2 separate regions of the Oryctolagus cuniculus genome follow, and region 1 is linked to region 2. A link is a contact called in public Micro-C data. All regions are on one chromosome and are shown on one strand. The core of a region is the stretch at or near the end of the contact, and the rest is flanking DNA. Distances in the headings are between cores, read along the strand shown.

What was found. A called contact is a pair of places that touch in the nucleus more often than the background predicts.
Region 1: a contact with region 2 is called in a Micro-C map of ear pinna, with 10 times the contacts expected there. The contact joins the enhancer-like site here to the promoter of SH3BP5 in region 2. A contact is called at or near these places in 2 of 6 Hi-C or Micro-C datasets (ear pinna and an unstated tissue).

Annotation. Positions count from the first base shown.
Region 1 is chr4:151,026,489-151,029,188 of mOryCun1.1, forward strand. No RefSeq gene overlaps it. Among named protein-coding and RNA genes, the nearest start is that of EAF1, 27 kb to the right of the region's middle. Within about 2 kb of position 1,428, at least 1 of the 8 cell types and tissues checked has an H3K27ac peak or open chromatin away from gene starts, as enhancers often do.
Region 2 is chr4:150,978,778-150,981,477 of mOryCun1.1, forward strand. SH3BP5 (SH3 domain binding protein 5) reads right to left here and starts at 1,446. Exons shown (of 9, transcript XM_008266026.4): 1 at 1,316-1,446.

The DNA of each region.
Region 1 (2,700 bases), core at 178-2,677, 48 kb after region 2:
CATTTTCATTGCTCCAGAAAGTTCTAGTAGACAATGCTATTTCAGAAAAAGCATACTTTCTGTATCAGTCCCTCTTGCACTAGCACTATTTTATTTTCCCAACTCTCTTAGTCTGATAGGCATAAAAGGGAGTCTCACCTTCATTTATAATCATTTTATTTAATATAATAATTTATTTCTTATTAGAATTGACATTTTTGTTAGCAGTTGTATGTCCCGTGGAATGGTTTCATGTTTGCCATTCGTGGTATTTCTCTTACAGATCTGGATGAGCTTTGCAAGGTATTTTAGAGGAGCTAGGGCGGGTCTCCACTTCCCCGGCCGCGCCCCAGACCACAGCACGTGGGACCTCCACTGTGTAGGCGTGGAAGATTCTTTCCACACGCTGGTGACAGCGGCCCCCGCAAGTCTGGTGGCCCCTCTCTTCCTCTTTCTCCTTGCTCTGTTGTCCTGAGTGTGTGTGTGTGGCCTCCTCTCCGGGAAGTGCTGGGGGGACGGCCCCACCTCTGCACTGCGCCCTCACTGTCCCCCTCCCAACCCTGGTCTCCAGGTGTCCTCGGCTGCCCCCGGCCCACCCGAACGCTATTTGATGAAACGTCACACACTTGAGAAACACATAAAGGAGAAGAGAAGAGACAGCTGGCTTCGGGAGCTGAACCTTATTTAAATTTACCGGAAATACTTCCCAACAGAAAATACGATTCCACGGAACACCTTCCGGGTTCACTAGATTGACTTCACATTTCTCTTCCCTGGTAGGCGGCCATGAAATAGGACCCAAATGCTAGCAAAGACAGCTCAGGACAACGGGGCGGCAGACAAGTAGCCATGCTGCAGCCCCCTCTGTGGCTCTGAGTCCCGAACGACAGTCAAAACGAGTCCTCAGAACCATTTCGGAATAAGCGAGAGGCCAGCAGATGTTATCTATCCACAGGGCAACAACGTCCTTGCTGGCGTCCCGGACATACTCATTTCTATTCCCTGACGTGCCTGGCGCCTCGCAGTCACCTTCCCACTCAGAGGCTGCTCAGAATGCTGCCTGCCATTGAGCGCACACAGGCCGCCTGCGTAGGGAAAGTAAGGTGAAATGCTGGGTGCAAACCACCCTCGCTTGCTTATCCAAGGGAGCAAAAATGGATCTTACGAGCCAAAGTTGACCTACAAAACACATTTGTAGCAGTATTTTCCTCCCTCTTCAATGACAAAAAAGTTGTCATTTAATGGAAGGCCAATGGGAATATTTGGCCTCTAGCGCCCCCTTGTGGAGGTGAGTTCAAGCCCCAGGCCCCCGCCAGGACGAATGACAGCTTGTGAGTTGTTTCCGCTCTGTTAGAGAATGACAATCACAAGATCGTATACTTGAGGAAAACAAAATAATAGAAATTACTAGCACCCGACTGACACTGAAAACGAAGTTCTCCCAGTGAGTGATGCTGTTTCATCCCGGCAGCAGCCCCAGCTACAAGGACTGGAGTCTCGGTCTCGGAGGAGTGGTGACTCGTATGGACTTGAATCCAGACATTGCCACTCCAAGTCTCATTAGTGCTATCGTATGGAGTGTGTGCAGAAATGTGTATTTATTACTACATCACCTATACAATCTTTGTACGCAACAAAAACTCAAAGTATATATATATTATATAGCATATGACATCTACATAAACGTGCATACATATACTTCCACCGGGCTCATAGTGCTGCTAATCAGTGCTCACGCCTTTTCTGAGGGTTGTTTTCTGGGAAGACAAGGCAATGCCGGCTGACTCCGCACTCCACAGAATTCCACCAAAGCTATTAGCATCAGAGCTTTGCTACTAAACCAACCAGAGATTTGCTTTCCTGGTCCCCAGGCATACAAACTATGGGGGAATAGACTCTCCCCACCCCCTTTTTTTTAAATAGATTTCTTTATTTAAAAGGCAGAGTGATAGAGAAGAAAGGGGGGAGGGAGAGAGAGAGAGAAAGAGAGAGAGAGAAAGAGAGATGCCTTCTATCTGCTGGTTCACTCCCCAAATAGCTGCCAAGAGCCGGGGCTGGGCCAGGCTGAAATCATAACCCAAGAACTTCATCCTGGTCTCCTGCAGGAGTAGCAGGAACTCGAGTACTTGGGCCATCTTCTGTTGCCTCCCAGGCTCATTAGCAGGGAGCTAGATCAGAAGCGGAATAGCTGGGACTCGCACAAGCTCTCCAATAAGGACACAGAGGTAGCTTACGCTGCTGTGCCACAACACTTGCCCCCTCCTCTGCTCTTATTTTGGGGTGCATTAGTGGACGTGTACCTGGGAAATGGACACAAGGGCCCTAGGGTAGTGGGACTGAAGCCATGTTTTTTGTTTGTTTTTTATGCTTAGCCTTTTTAAGGAAAGCCTGAGTTTCCTAAACCGATCCACTGGCTCACACGCCAAGCCTCTGAAGGACTCAGTAACCTTCTTCATTTAACAAGTGTATTTCGCAATCAAAGCATCTTCAAGCGGGGTCACTGAGAGGTTGCCTTGCTCAGCGTCAGAGGCAGACACACCACAAAAGCAGCTCGGGATATTCCAAGGGAAAACTTGTGCAGCCTCTTTGCTGGCCAGACCTTGGGCCATGGGTGGCAGCCATTCCAAGCTGTCTTTGGAGGAAACCGTTGGCTTGGTTCACAGGTGCCCCCCACCCCCTGGTCGGCCCCTGGCCTTCTCTCCCAGCCAATCCCACCTACCT
Region 2 (2,700 bases), core at 196-2,695:
AGAGGTTAAGCTGTCACTCCTACATGTCGGCTTGGAAATCGTTTTTTAATCATCACTCCTGGAAATGGAGACGCAGGAAGCAGGGCCATTCCGCCCGCCGCCTCCACCGCGGCTCCGCGCCTCGGCTGTCCCCATCTCAGCTCCCTCTCCACGGGGAAAAGCAGGGTTTTAACCCGCTGCAGGTCTAGCGGGACGCTACGCCAGGGGGACAATACACCTCTCAGGCTGCGGACAATGAATCCACCGGGCTGAGAGAGGACTCTGGCCGGGCACCTCGGCCAGGTGACAGCTCGAACCCGGCCCGGGCGCCCGCCCACGCTGCGGGAGAGGACGACGCCCACCCGCCCCGGCCACCCTCGGCGCGGGCGCTGCGGGCCAGCGGCTACGCAGTGCCCGTGGCGCCGTGAACCAGGCTTGGGGGGACCCCGATACCCGCCTGGCGCCCCCGCCCCCTTTTCCCTTTGTTGTAATTCGCCCGCCCCACCGCCCCCAGGTACCCCGGCTCTGCGGGAGGACCCCCGCCTGCAGTCAGGCCGCATCCACGCGGGCACAGGAGCCTCCAGACGGGGGTGGTTAATAATAATAATAATTTTTTAAAAGGCTCCCCGTCCGACCCTCTCGCCCCGGGGCAGCGCGCCAGCGGCCGAGCGCGGGACAAGCGTGTGCACCGCCTCGGCGGCAGCTCTGGCGCAACCGGCTGGCGAGGCGCGCGCGCCGTGCGCCCTACCTGGATCCGGGGGTCCACCTCCTCCTCCTCTTCCAGGCCCTGCTCCATCCCCTCCTCCGCCACCTCCTCCACGTCCCGAGCGGGCGGCAGGGACTCGGCCGGCTCCTCGGAGCGGCTCCGCTTCGCCGCCGCGTCCATGCGAGCAGCGCCCGGGACGCCCACGCGCGGCGGGCGCTTGAGCGCAGCAGGGGTCGCGGCGGCGCAGGCTCGCCCAAGCCGCTCCCCGCCCCGGAGCCTGGCAGCCGCCGACGCGGAGGAGACGCGGCCGCCCCCTTCCTGCGGCTGCGGGAAGCGCAGCGCAGCTCCGCCCCGCCCGCCGCCCGCGCTCGGCCGGTGCCACAGTCCCGGGCCCGTCACAGACGCTGGACGAAAACCTGGGCCGCTTCCTTCCCTTGCTCAGGCCCCTGGACCCAGAGCACGGGGAGCCTGGTGGCTGCAGCCACCGGAAGATTTCCCGGAAAAGGGAAGTCAAGGGGCCGTTCTTGCACGCACGGGGCAAGAAGAGGAGCGCGCGGCAGCGCCTCATGGGGATTCCTTGTCCTAAGACCCCGCTCCCAGCCGCAGGCTTTCCTGGGTGTGTGCTCCTACCTGGATAGCCAGCGAGCACGGAGAATCTAGCCCGCTGGATGCAGGGCCCTGGTTTAGCCTTTTCAAAGCTGGGGGGCCCCCTCTGGCCTTGGCTCTGTGAGCTGGGGAGGTTTCCTGCACACCCCCCGCCCGCCGTGGGGACCATCACAAGAGGGCCACTGTGATGTGGGGCAGGTGAGATCAGAAGGGGGCGGGGGTGGGTGAGGACAAGCCTCCCGGAGACACCAGTGTCCTTCTGGAAGCCTGTGGTCAAAGCCACCTTTGGGAAATCTGCTTGGGATGGGTGCCCTCAGATGCTAAGCTAGGGGACTCTTCATTGGACAGGAAGCCACCCTGCACCTGCTGGCCGCGTGGGGCGCTCTAAAAGCTGGGTCCTGGCCCCTGGAGGTGGTGCAGGTGTGTGTCATGGGAGTGTTTCAAAAAAGGTTCCACCTGTTCCGTCTTTAAGGCTAGGGTGAGTCAGCAGTTCTTGAGAGTTGTTTCCGAACTCGAAAGACATAATTGCTTTGGTTTGGGTTTTCCAGTAATAGGAGGAGGCAGGGACAAGATGGCCAGCGAGCGTCACCCAGAGACACGGACCCAGCAGCTACTGAGCAAGTTCATCCTGTTTCTGAATACCTGAGGGGCAGAGGTTGAAAAGCAGAAATGCCAAGTCTGCCCTGACAGTAACTGCTCTCTCTCGGGAGGTGGGACCCCAGCCTTCCCACCATTCTACACAACCGGCTCCACCCTAAGCCGAGGGGTGGGGAGCTTGGCTCCAGATGGCCTCCAGGGAGGTGGGAGCTGGAGCTTCAGACTTGCATGTCTTTTTCGGAGACCTGTGCCAGGTCTAGTGTTAATCCCAATGGTGTTTCTAACGTTCAAAGAAGGAAAATAAAGCACAAACAGTGCCGTACGTTTTCCCTTGGTACCTATGCATGCTTATAAATAAAAGGAAAAACTCCAGGAGGAGTCATACCCAAGAAAGACTGGCTACCAACCCTGGCCCAGGGAAAAGGGGCAGGGAGGGGCCCGGGATTGGCTGCTGGGGCTTTGAGGCAAAGGGTACTCAGCTGCCCAGAAATGCTTCCGTTTTGCACATTAGTATTATTAAAATTTTAAAGTCAAAACAACACATACCATAGTCATTTTCTATTGTTGTGTGGCAATGTACCACAAATACAGTGGCTTAAAACAATGCTCAAGGGGCCAGCACTGTGACATAGTGGGTAAAGCCACCACCTGCAGCGCCCCCATCCCATATGGGCACTCGTTCAAGTCCCAGCTGCTCCACTTCGGACCCAGCTCTCTGCTGTGGCCTGGGAAAGCAGTGGAAGGTGGGCCAAGTCCTTGGTCCCCTGCACACTGGGGACCTGCAGAAAGCTCCTAGCTCCTGGCTTTGGGGG